Regions from separate parts of the Zea mays genome. Here region 2 is linked to region 1. The links are chromatin contacts, called in public Hi-C maps. All regions are on one chromosome and are shown on one strand. Each heading gives the region's core, a stretch centred on a gene start, on an enhancer-like site or on the middle of the called end of the contact. The rest is flanking DNA. Distances are from core to core; before and after follow the strand shown. Region 1 holds the start of LOC100275714. Region 2 holds the start of LOC100274775.

The links. A called contact is a pair of places that touch in the nucleus more often than the background predicts.
Region 2: a contact with region 1 is called in a Hi-C map of ear, with 1.8 times the contacts expected there. The contact joins the promoter of LOC100274775 here to the promoter of LOC100275714 in region 1. A contact is called at or near these places in 2 of 25 Hi-C or Micro-C datasets (ear and leaf).

Annotation. Positions count from the first base shown.
Region 1 is chr6:166,228,351-166,235,074 of Zm-B73-REFERENCE-NAM-5.0, forward strand. LOC100275714 reads left to right here and starts at 1,871. Exons shown (of 2, transcript NM_001149739.1): 1 at 1,871-2,075; 2 at 2,483-4,098. The coding sequence starts at 2,004. The coding sequence ends at 3,544.
Region 2 is chr6:166,514,710-166,521,679 of Zm-B73-REFERENCE-NAM-5.0, forward strand. LOC100274775 reads right to left here and starts at 2,003. Exons shown (of 3, transcript NM_001149060.1): 1 at 1,807-2,003; 2 at 1,656-1,717; 3 at 1,076-1,487. The coding sequence starts at 1,909. The coding sequence ends at 1,353.

The sequences.
Region 1 (6,724 bases), core at 621-3,120:
ATTGAACCGGCTAAAATTTCCTTCTTATTTAAAATTAAATAAGAAGAGAATTTTAGTCCCTCCAACCATCTTCGGTTTTTGAACTCCCAAACTAGTCTTACAAGTTGTCACCCTCCCTATCGCCGTAAAGGAGGTGTTGTCACGAATGAAGAGCCTGCAATGAGTATGGAATCGTCTGCAACATGTATAGAACAAACGATGTATTTGAGACGACGTGGACGAGGACGAGTTAAATAGCCACTTGGAGTTAGACGCATTACTCCGTGTGTTCTTTTTATTTATCACATTTTAATTTAAAAATAAACATGCGGTCGATGAATATTGGAGAGTGCAGCTAGTACTATAATATATACCATGTGTTTGGTTTCGTGCAGAGGTTAAGCCCGGCGCACGAGAGCCTGGGCCGCCAGGTACGCCCGATATGATCTTCCCCACACATGCAGTCAAGAGCCCCTTTTTTAGCCTGTGCTGCATGGGCGGATGCAGCCCATGCCCCCTGCATACAGGTTAACAAAGAAAAGCCTACGCTTAGCCAATACATACGAAGGATCTGGCCAAGCGCGTCCACATAACAAAACACGCAGATAGAGTCTGAGCAAAACTAGCACACTGGAGTGTCCATGTGGCCCCGTTTTTTACTGGCCCCTCGATCTCATCCCGACGGTTCAGCTGCCTGCGGTGCGGGTGCTTGACTTTGTCCTACCGTTTACTTAGCAGAACACGTCCTCTTCGCTGTAGGAAGGAAAATGCATCGTATTCTTTGTGCTGCGTGACTACTATCCAGCTTCAGCAGGCCTCTTTGGGCTGCCTCTGTCGTGATGAGCTGCAACGAGTTCGCTGGCTCCCTGGTGGTGGCATCCATGTCGAACACTCGAACTCGACGTCCGCGATGAAGGACCTCAATTCCAAGAAGAGGAAGGCGACCACAGCGACAAGGGTGAAGGCAACCCCTCCACCATTCTAGCCTCTGGACCACATCGACCTGAGTGGAACCAAGGCGATGTTGTTGCACGCCGGGTGTGCGAACGCGACACCCGTGACGGCGCCGGACATCGCGTTACCGGTGAGATCACCTGTAGTGCGGAGAGTGCGGCCAGCGCCACGGCGCTCAGCGTCCCGAACAAAGAATTGCTGCAGGTCACAATAGACCAGACTACCAGAGCGACGATAGCAGCGACCCTGCCACAAGGAGCAGCGACCCACTAAGTAGATCAAACACATAGGACACACAGATATAATTTCGAAAACTCTTCAATGCGAATGGAAAAAATCATGGGTGCCGATCAGCAACAATCTCACCATTTTTCAGATGTTTACATATCACAGAAGATTTACAATTGAGATAACTATCTCCTACGACTTATAAGAATATTTATATCTGAGTAGTGAACACACGACAATATCTGAGAGAGTGTTGCGTGTAGGGCGAGGTCAGAGTTACAGGCATTTAGGGCGTGTTTGCGATCCTGTGCCGGGCCGGCTCGGCCCGTTCAACTGGTCCAGACTGAGGCTAGTCTGTTCCGGTTACTGTAACTCACTTTGTTTGTGCACTTGTACCGTATAAGCCTAGCTCAGACGAGCTGTTGTTTGTCACCCAGTAAATCATCGGACTAGAAGGCTAAAACTAACTAAACGTGGAAACCTTACACCATAAGCAGCCAGACTCCCAGGAAAACGGACATTGATCTCGTTTTTGTGGAGTCAGTCTAAGAGGTTAAATTTGTAGATGCACAGTCAGGCTCCCGAGCAAGTTAGACGACGCAAACACGAGAATTGTAGCCCGGAAGCGCAGCCAGGCCGGTGGGCCATGGCGGCAAACACGCACTTAATAAAAGTAGTATAGATTAGGTGCTGTCCGAAGCACACCTCACGGCACGGCTGACGGGCCTTTCCGTTCCGCCGCTCGCATTCTCCCAACCCTCACCAACGGCTAAATGCTTGGAGGTATATCGTCGAACACCTGACTTGCGTTGCGTGACAGCGCACCCCGAGACCCCGATAAGATGTGGCGGCTCTCTTCGGCCGCGGCGCTCCTCCGACGCTCGCTCGCCGCCACCGCGCGCCTCTCCGTTCCGGTACTGCCCTTATCTGCTTTACCCATTTTTTGTGATTTCAGCAAAAGAAATTCCGCCGCGGTGCTTGGTTAGCGCGGACCTGTCACGAATTCGAGAATCAAGTACAGCCTCACTTGAATCCAAGCACTTGCTAGAACGTGCGCTGCACGGCTAGATTACTACCTCGCTGAGGGGTTGATTGATTCCTTGCGATTTCAGCTCAGCGTGAATTAAGATTCCTGTGACGGATTATCTAGTAGACTTAGTGTCTTTTCTTAGCAACCAGGATCCGATCCTTGGTCCGGTTGTTGAACGTTTGAATAAGTTATTTCCTTTTTCTTTTTTTCACCTATGCTGTTTTTATTGTGGTAGCCGGTACTCAAAATGGTGAAATGATATCAGAAGTTTCATTTATTTTTTACATCCAGAGGTATTTGATGCGTGCCTTGCTCGTGGTACAGCCCACTGCACGCACTAATTCACCCATGGCTGTGCGTTGCCTACAACAGTGTGGTTCAGATAACACCGACGATGACAGGGTCATTCAGGCGTTTAAGCGGTGCTGCTCAACCAGTGCAAGCAGTGGTGTTTCAGATGCATCACCATGTGCTGCTTATGTCGAGAACCTCTGCAGATCTGGCAATCTTGTTGATGCTGTTCGTGTTCTTCGACATCTGCATGACGAGCAGATCCATGTCGGCCTGCACACCTTTAATATGTTACTGCAACACACAGCTGAAGCAAACATCTTTACTCTTTTTGCCAAGGTATTCAGGTACCTGCTGCTTTCAGAACTTACTCCTGATTCAACTTCATATATGAATGTTGCATTGGCCCTCCAGAAGTTGGATGACTGTGAAATGATACTCAAATTTGTAAGAGAAATTTTGGAAATCACACACTCTAGAGATGCTACAGTTATGAATCGCATTATCTTTGCCACAGCCAAATACGGACACATTGATAAAAGTTTGGTCATTTTCGAAGAGTTGAAGAAATATGAAACCAGCTTGGATGTTGTCACGTTCAACACTGTTTTGGACATGCTAGGGAAAGCTGGACGGGTGGACCAAATGCTTGGTGAGGTGAAGCTAATGGAAAAACTTAGGCATTTTCCTGACATTGTGACATACAATACACTAATAAACTGCATGCGAAGGCTTGGTAGACTAGATTTGTGCAAAAGGTTTGCTTTGGAAATGGTAGAGAGAGGCATCACTCCAGATTTGAGGACATATACTGCACTAATTGATAGTTTTGGACGGTCTGGCCATATTACTGAAGCCCTGGAAATGTTTCACGAGATGAAAAAGTCGCACCAACCTTCAGTTTATGTCTACCGTGCATTGACAAGCAACTTGAAAAAGGCTGGACATTTTGAACTAGCACAAAAGCTCACCGAGGATATGAATTCAAGTGCTTCAGAGTTAATAGGCCCAGAAGATTTCAAGCCAAATAATAAGGGTATAAGGTTTAGAAAAAATGGCTAAGAGGTCACTGGTTGATTTTTGAGGCCTGAATTCTTTTTATTTGCGCTATGTGCTCACCCGTAGTCCCATACTGCTATAGATTCTGGCGTTGGTTGGAATGTTTTGGAGAATGAAGCTCAAAGAATTAGAGAGATACAAAGCTTTAAGATGGCAGAAGCATGATGGTTAGGCAGACATGCAGTGATACAGGGTCAAGAGGACCTACTGACCTGAATGGGCATTTTTGCTGCATCATTTTAAGCAGCTCACGAGTCACGAGAAATTTGAAGACTCACCCATTTAGACGACCTGAAAGGCTGCATCTGTGACTCATTGATCGCTTTATGTAACATAGGCACACTGCAGGATTTGGCTGTGTGCCTGTGACATAGGCGAATATCATGCTAGGCAGAAACATGAAAAACTACTGCTTCTGCAATTAGTTTTTTTCCTGTGAATCTTTAGGCATGAAAAGGGACAAGTTTCCATATTTTCTCCGTTTCTTTACCCTTGTAATCAGAGAGTGTATAACGTACTATGAGTTGACGAAGTTCAATTTATTATCTTAGCTATTCGATCGTACTATGTACTCCCTCTGTCCGAAAATAAAATTTGTTTTAGAGATTTATTGAATTCACACAATATTTGGTATATGTTTTATACGTGTCTAGATACCTTTCTCGGCCTTTTGGCTAAGATACTTATCAGTTTAATTTGAATATAAACATAAAAATTAAGAGCTGAAACGAGTACTATTTTAGAACGGAGGAAGCATGTATTTTGTCGTTCCTTTTCTCAGGTGAGGTTGTCCAATACTGTCGTTCTCATTCTCTTCAGGATATGTCTTTCGACTGAATTCCTACCTTCTACACAGAAGCTCTACAGAAACTTTCTTGGCTGTATAAAAGCGCGGACAAATGCTGAAATAGGTAGTGTTTGAGTATCTCTAAGCACTGGATTAGGATTCTCAGTCTCAGACCAACCGGTGGTGATGGGCTCATGGCACCATGTACAGATGGCAACGGACACAACTATGTTGGGTTTTGCCAACCTAAAACAGTGCCTATATGAGATATGCTTACTAAAACTCATGACCCATCACATATTCATTTTTATGTCCAATCTCATGTCTGCTCAGATCATGGGAACAGAACGGGCACCTAAGGATGTAAACGATACAAATATTTTTCCAATCAGTAGAAAACAATCTAGTCTCGCATATCAAAACATTAGAGTCAAATTCAGAAATTTATACTGCATATCAAAACTGGCATATCAAAACTGGGTTTGCTTCCAAATAGAACCTAAGGCTCATGATTGCTGAGTTGCTTCTACGTAGGCATCTCCTAGCCTCCTTTATAGCGCACCTCCTCACTATGCTTCTGTGTAAAGCAGTGTGATAGTAAACTCACAAACCGCAGCTAATAGTGTGCACCGTGCCCGCATGAGCAGGCCGGAGCATTTTGATAGTTCGGCGGCCCAAGCACCAAACAGACGCACACCCTCGTCGCCATTCAGTTTAAGCAAATGCAGTTTCAGATAATTTTGCACGGGTCAAGTTCAGGACCCCTTTTTTTTTTCTAGTTCTCTGAGTTTGGAGACCTAAGTGATACACTCAAATAAAAAAGATTCGTTCATGCTGAAGTATGACTAAGAGACTAGGTATGGATTTATACAATCGAAGTGATCTACCACTTTGATTCGTTCTCTTTGAGCTCGAGTATCAACTGTGAAGGTAAATCGCCAAGGCCTAAATGTCAGTCATGGCAATCGGCTGGAATGTGGGGGCATTAGAATGTCCTGTGCTTTTCGCGCGGCCATAGATCATCAATACAACCTTAAGAAGGAACGTCAGAGTAATCTATCATCTGACACGTGTTTAATTTTCTATTTCTTTCTGAATGACTGCAAGAAATCTTGGTCTGCACATTAGGTGAAACTCGGCAGATTTGATGCACAAAGCATTTTATAATTCTTATTTTTTTTATAGTAATCCTAAAAGAAATTTCCGTTCATAATCTCACTAGTATTGCTGCAGTGATATCAGGTGCTTCGGCAATTCATCTAATACTCCCTCCCATTTTTTTATTTGAGGTTTGTTAGTAGACAGTTGAACTATTCAGCGTCAAATAAAAAAATGGAGGTAGTACATAAAAAGGTACTTGCTTTGTTCTTGGCTTTAAGCTTGTTATCTGATATTTTGCCACCAGGGATACGATTCTGATTTAGGAGGAAACCTCCAAATTGATTCAGAGGGACTTATCACAATTTTTAACAATGTGTGTCCTCTTTCGGTTTGTATAATTAAGTTTGTGACGTGTACTTTATATTCATGGTGCATCCTTGTATAATTGTTTGTGAAATGGGTACATCTAAATTCTATTCACATAACCATGAACGGCATATATATCTGCATATTGGCGTCGTAGTTATCCGGTTTCTATGATTGTTCTTGTTTGTTTGTCAATTGCTAATGTATCTACTTTAGGTACCAGATAAGTTTTCTAAAATTTGGAGTTGCCGCTTTCACTTGTCATTCAGAAACTTCTATTCATGAAAGGTGTATGTGCATAGTAGAGAATGGTGTACTATACATAAAGTAGAGCTGATATGATCCTTTTACCAATGACGGTGATATTGTACCGTATCTTTTTATTGAAGGTCTGCGAAAGAGCCCTAGCCGAGTTGGTTAGATGTTCTGAGTAGCACTCCTAAATTTCTAGGTCCAACTCCCCGTGGGAGCGAATTTCAGGCTATGGTTAAAAAAATCCCCTCGTCTCACGCTAAAGTACAGGTCTAAGGTTCAGCTCCGGTCCAAGTCGTTCTCATATGGGCTTCGATGACGCTGTGTATATTGGTGACCAATATTACTTCAGATACAAACATTTATCTCTTTTTTCACATTGTTATGGCACCATATCTATGTAATTATCCGTTATGGCTTGTTCGTTTTGCTCTCAATTCATGTGAATTGAGTGGTTTAAATCCTAAACAAATTAAAACATTTCATATTTTTTTCAATCCCATCTAATTCACATGGAGATATGAATAACCTAACAAGGCCTTAGTTGGGTGCTTCGCCAACTTCACTGAATTTGAATCCGATAATATGCCATGGTCTGAAGGTGGAGCAGACAGCAGACACTTGATTTTCATTAGTCGGAATGCCCCGCTCATATTTTTGTTTTCTCAATAAATAAA
Region 2 (6,970 bases), core at 753-3,252, 290 kb after region 1:
TCGTTGTAGCACGAATTATGATGGATGAGATATTAGTCATTGTAGCCGTAGAAGTTATTTACCCACATTTGCTAGAATCACCATTAGGGCATAACATTTGTTTCACTATAGCAACAAAACAGTTTTTCTGAGGGCTAATTTTGTCTGTCGTTAGTAGTTTGTTTTGTGACCGACAGTAGTCTATGGATAATTTAGTCAGTCCCTATAGTTCATTTTGTACCATTCTCGCTATTTTTTTCTATCTGTACAGTTTAGGTTTAAAAAATATATTATTTTTATTATCTAGGTAAATACAGTATATATCTTGATATATAATAAAATCAAAAGAAACAAACGCTTTATAATTTTTCACGGAAGGGTACTCTCTAGCATAGGATCCCATCGAATCTCCGCTTGTTATCTCCAAGGTTGGAAGAAGGGTCAGCGCGTCGTTTTCGCCTCCCGCCGCTCTCGACCAGGACCAGCCACGCGTGGTGGGCCGGCGCATCTCGTGTACAGTAGAGTTGGCGATCACGGCCGGCCTCACGGGCGCTCTAGAGCCCCAGGTCAAAACCAGGAGCGCTGCTGTCGTCGTGTCAAAGCTCCTGTGGCTCCGTCACCAGTCCCTCCTTTTTTCCGGCCGCCGGCCCACAGGGCGGTGCGCGGTGGGTCCCAGCGATCGGACAGGACGCGGGAGGAAAGGAAACGACACACGAGGGCGCGAGGCGTCGCTCTCCCTCCCAAGTCAGAGCCGCATCTCGCCACCTCCCTCCCCTCACATCACGGCGGGGGCCGGGGGAACACGAGTGGAACAGAGCGGCGGCCACGACGTGCGGGCGGTGGTCGGGTCTCCGGTGAAGAGAAGAGCAGGTCGGTCGCGAGTCACCACCGGTCACGGAGAGTTCGCGGGATAACGCGCAGCTGGCTCGACGTCGTCGCTGATGCCTCGTCGCCTCTCATCTGCCGCCGTAGCAGCGGCGAACGCGACGCTTGCGCAGTTGCGTGTCAGTGTGTCACGGGCGGCGGCGGCGGCCGTGACGAAAACAAAAGATGAATGAGAGCTTGTAACCCGTCTGTGACCTGTGAGGCGGTCGAGGGAGCAATGATGCTGCTTTTGCTGATAGATACTGTACCGGCACCTGCAGCGGGGTACGAAATCGATCTGCATGCAGTGCAGTTCTTTCTGACGAACAGCAACCAACACAACTTAACGACCCACCGATGTGCTTGCACACGGCCATACACACGCGCGGCCGGTATATATATACACATGAGCTAGCACAAGCAACGCACTCTGTACTACCGGTGAAGACGACGACGACGAAGGAGAAGGATTATTGGGGGCGCGCGTACGTCGTCCAGCTGAGCCCCGTTCAAGTTCTTCCAGGACCCTTGGGTGGGTCGTGGCGGTTGTTGGGGCCCGACGGCTGGTAGTCGTTCACCTCCACGTCCATCCTCGCCGTCGGCCTGCCCGTGTTCATCATCGCCGCCGCGATCGCCGTCGTCTCCTGTTTGTGTGTCCCAAGGCAAAAGTCGTCTGTCATCAGGACTACAGCAGCAGCTAGTAGATGACAAGCATATGGATCCATCCACCATCGCTAACAGTTGTGCGAAATCAAGAGGGAGAAACACGGCAGCAGGCGGGAGACCTGACGGAAACAGCCAATTGCCAGTACCTGAGAGGAACTGAGCTTCAGAGCCGGCGGGTGCTGCTGGTGGCTCCCCAGGCGCAGGCTTCCTGCGATCGCACAGGCAAAATCAGCAGCCGAGACCGAGAGAGGAAACACCGGGGGTGGGACAGCGGAGGCCATGATGGCCGAGGCTCACTTGGCGTGGGGACGGCGGAGACAAGCGGGGCGAGGAGGAGGACAAGGAGGAGGAGGAGGCAGGAGGGCAGCACGAGGAGCGGCTTCTCGGCGTGGCGCTCCATTCTGCCTGCCTGCTCGCTAGCGAGTCGGGGTGTATGTATCTCAGTGAAAGAGTCGCGGACTCGGAGCGGACGAGGTGCCAGGAATCCTGAAACTGCAATGGGGATGACGCCGGGTGGTGCCGCCGGCTTTATAGTGAGTTATTTGAGATTGTAACAATCTCGTCGCGCGGCTTCGCCATATTATTACTCCGCAGCCGCGCATTGCCATTTTGGTATTCTGGAGCTCACAGTCGCGCATCGTCATTTTGGTATTCTGGAGCTCACAACCGCGCCAGATTGGGACAGTTATTCTCCGCGCTCTGTTAACGTCTGTTTTTCAATTCTTCGGACTAATCTACCCCCATGGTGTTCTTGCGCTCGGGTGTTCTTCCTGCCACCAGAAAACAGAACTCACGCCGCCGTGTGCCACCATGGGCCTCGCTACCAGGTGGTCGGGCAGCCGGCTACCACCATATGCCCGCGACGCCGCCTGCTTCCAACCGCGAGCTCTACCATCTCCCAGCAGTCGTCCGCGCCACCCCCTGCCAGCAGCTCCAGCCAGATGGCCGCACCACCCCCTGCCAGCAGCCAGATGGCCACGACACCGCCTGCCACCAGCCAGAGGGCCGCGCCACCCCTGCCACCAGGCAGCTGCCCGTGCCACCCCCTTGCCTCCCCATGGTTTCTACTGTGGAAAGAGTGGATCTACCTGTTAGGAGCTCGGATTTGTCTGATCCCCAAGATTTTCTGTTAGGGGATGAACATAGAATGGAGGTTTGATTAAAATATCCAGCATTATATTGTCTAGCAGTTTATTTTTTGATGCATCTGTGCCGAGTACTTCATAGCTGTCTTAATTGGATGTTTGCAGGTTTTAGAAATTGATTGGGGGCAATACAAATTGATGATAGATGGGAGGAAGAAGGAGAACAAGAGACTGCCTCTGAGTTAGTGATGTATGATCGGTTAGGTTTGTTAGCTGAAGATGAACGTGAAACTACTGAAAGACAAGAGACTGTCCGCCAAAGCAATGAATTTAATGATGAAACTGCTGAATTGCCCTGCACTGATTGCATACCACAAGAAAGAGTATTTGAGTGCAACAGATCTAATCCAATAATGAAGATTGGGAGTTTGTACAAGGATATGAAAGAATTTAGACTGGCTATCAGGCAATATGCGATTAATAATGAGTTTGAGTTAGGGATTGAGTCAAGCTCACCTTTCAGATATCGAGCTTATTGCAAAGGAGGTGATTGTCCATGGAGAATCAATGCAAGGCTACAAAATATCGGGTCTCCCACAGTCGTTGTGAGTAATGTTGTATCACACATTGTTTATACTTTCGATCCTGAATGAAATTAGGGAAGCTCACAATGAATTTTATATTGTTTGCAGGTTACAGTTATCGTGGATAAGCACACATGCACTTCTAGTGGTCGTCGAAAAACAACAACACCCACCAGCTCATGGGTTGCTTCCCTAGCACTGTCATTCCTAACGAAGAAACCACATATGGGAGCTAAAGAATTGCAAAATACCTTGCAAGAGCAGCACAATTGCACAATTTCGTATGATACAGTGTGGAAAGGTAAAGAGAAGGCCCTTAGAGAGTTGTATGGAACATGGGAGGACAGCTTCAAATTACTATTTAGATGGAGAGAAGTTGTTTTGGAGATTATGCCAGACTCAGTGATTGAGTTTGATCTAGTAGTTGATGATGGAAAATTATATTTCAGCAGATTTCTTTTGTGGTTTTGGCCCTTGTCTTCAAGGTTTTCGTGAAGGTTGCAGGCCCTACTTAAGTGTGGATTCCACAACTCTAAATGGTCGTTGGAATGGTCACCTTCCCTCAGCTACAAGTGTTGATGGTCATAATTGGATGTTTCCAGTGGCTTTTGGTTTCTTCGAGTCAGAGACAAAAGATAGTTGGATTTGGTTCATGCAACAACTTCGAAAGGCCATAGGCAACCCTCCTGTTTTAGCCATTTGCTCTGATGCATGCAAAGGACTAACATCAGCAGTGAACGATGTATTTCCAAATGCTGAAAAAGAGAATGCTTCCGCCACCTCATGCAGAACTATGTAAAGCACTTCAGTGGATCCGAGCACATGTATCCCGCAGCTAGAGCATATAGGAACACCATTTTCGAGCACCACTTCAGTAAAGTCAGAGATATACCGGGTGTGAAGCAATGGATTGATGAGTGGCACCCTCTTTTATGGTACAGATGTGGTTTCAACACGGCTATAAAGTGTGACTATATAACCAACAACATTGCTGAGGTATTTAACAACTGGATTAAAGACTACAAAGACCTACCAGTTTGTGAACTTGCGGACAAAATCAGATGTTTGGTTATGGATCTCTTTTTTAGAAGGAAAAGGATCGGCGACAAATTGGGTGGTACAATCCTTCCCATAGTCATCAATTTGTTGAAGGCTAGAACCAGGGGTTGGGTCATTTATCTATACAAAAAGGTGACTACTATCATGCTGAGATCCATGATAACAACAACATTCATAGCAGACACGTTGTCAAAGCAGAACAGAGATATTGTTCATGTTTCGAATGGCAGCACACAGGGAAACCGTGCCAGCATGGCCTAGTGGTCATTATAGCGCAACAACTGCGAGAAGTTGGAATGGAGCACTTTGTAGATGACTACTTTTCTGGTGGCAGCACACAGGGAAACGGCTGTGAGCTCTGCTCGACAGAAAACAGTTAACAATTAAAGCCACTCGCCCCCCTGCTTCTAGCACTAATGGTCGCTAGACAGTTTGGATAAAAACAGTTTAAAAATGTATTTGTTTTACTATATGCGCTTAGACATACAGTACGCTAGACAGTTTGGATAAAAACTACTGCGTCGCCTGCACATCAGTTTGGATTAAAAAATAAAGTACTCTACAAAAATCACTGCTCCATGACGACAGAAACAGGTACTTGATGGGGTCGCGCAGGTGAGTTCCTTGCCGGTGGTCCGCTGCTTGCCGGTGGTGCGCTCCTTGCCGGTGGAGTGCTCGAAGCCACAATCGTCGCCTGTACGCTTGGCAACGACTGAAACAGACAGTTGGCTGAAGGCGGAAGCCACTTCGACCTCACTGTCGAGCTCGAGATCGACGTCGACGACGAGTCGTTTCTTCCCTCTAGCCGGAGTAGCCATTGGAGGAATCGTGCTCTCGGAGGAGGAGCGAGCACAGAGTAGTGGCGGCGCCGTAGAAGGAGAGCCCCGTGGAAGAAGAGAGGAGTGAGGGGAGTTAGGTTTTCACCGGCCTCGTGTAAACAGCAGGGACATTTTTTACTTTTACCTTACCTAATGGAAGGTAACAGAGCGCGGGGGAATAACTGTCCCAATGTGGCGCGCCTGTGAGCTCCAGAATACCAAAATAGCGATGCGCGGCTGCGGAGTAATAAAGTGGCGAAGCCGCGCGACGAGGTTGTTACAATCTCAAATAACTCCTTTATAGTTGGACCACGACGTTCCTACCTCTTCAGTCCTCAAGTACACGTGTACAAACTGGATGTCTGGAGCCCTGGACCAGTTTGGGTCTGGCCCGGCAGACACGCTTGGAAAACCGAGTCAGCCCTTCCAAACAGGGTGGCTCATTTTCTTATACGAGCCCGATCCGCTACGAGCATAAATAAGTCGAGCTGGACCATCTAGTGAGCTCAAAAAAGTGGTCTGAAAAGCAGACTAAAAGGCGGGCCTAGCATTAAATCGGTCAGGCCAACACGTCGGGTTATTTTTTTTGTCTATGTCTAGCCTGTTTATCCATATCGCCCCGATTCGGGTCTGTATAAAGTGGGTCGGACTAGCTTTTACCGGGCCATAAAAACGGGCTTGGGGCTTTATGCTTCATGTACATCTATAGTCCTCAAGCCTCACCGGTGTCTGTCCACTCCGTCTGGCGGATGAACGTCCACTTAACTAAAATTTAGTACTTATCATATCAATGACCTAAATGATAATTATGGTTATTAAATATAGTTTAATTACAAAACTAATTATACACATAAATACTAAAAGACAAGGTAGATTTATTAAAACCTAATTGAATCTATATTTAATACTTATAATTAATATTCAAATATTTATTGTGATATAAACTACACTTTAGTCAAAGAAACAAAACAAGGTGCAAAAGGTCAGATGTTCTATGTGGGTACACACGTCACTAATCGCGGGTAGAATGCGAGTTGCCAACAACTTAGATATCCGTAAATCCATGCCACGATGTGATTATTGATTTACTGATAATAAGGGCATGTACAATCTAGAGCTTCATGGTCGTTTTTCTATGCACAAAAGTGTCGGCGTTTCGAGACCGGGGGGTCCCTAAGCCGACGAGTGAATGTCGCCGCGTGCCCTAGCCCAGATGGGTCGACGCGAGGCCGAGCGCGAAGGGGGGAAGTGAGGTGGCCGGAGACGGGCGTGAGAGAGGTGGAAATCCCGCGGCCTTCGTGTTCGTCCCGCGCCCAGGTCGGGTGCGCTTGCAGTAGGGGGTTACAAGCGTCCACGCGGGAGAGGGAAGCGAGCGGCCCCAAGAGAGCGTTTGTCCCGTCCTCGTCCCCGCGCGGCCAACCCTCTCTAAGAGGGCCCTGGTCCTTTCTTTTATAGGCATAAGGAGAGGATCCAGGTGTACAATGGGGGTGTAGCAGAGTGCTACGTGTCTAGCGGGGGAGAGCTAGCGCCCTAAGTACATGCCGATGTGGCAACCGGAGAGATCTTGGCACCCAGCTGGTGTGATGTCGTGGCCGTCGGAGGAGCGACGGAGCCTGGCGGAGGGACAACTGTCGGAGCGGTTGAGTCCTTGCTGACGTCCTCCTGCTTCCGTAAGAGAGCTGAGAGCCGCCGTCGTCACAGAGCTTGCGGGGCGCCATCATTGCCTATCTGGCGGAGCTAGCCAGATGGGACACCGGTCTTGTTCTCTGCGGCCCGAGTCAGCTCGGGGTAGGGTGATGATGGCGCTTCCTGTTGACGTGGCTGGCTTGCGCCCTAGGTTGGGCGACGTGGAGGCTCCTCCGAAGCCGAGGTCGAGTCTGTCTTCCGTGGCCGAGGCCGAGTCCGAGCCCCTGGG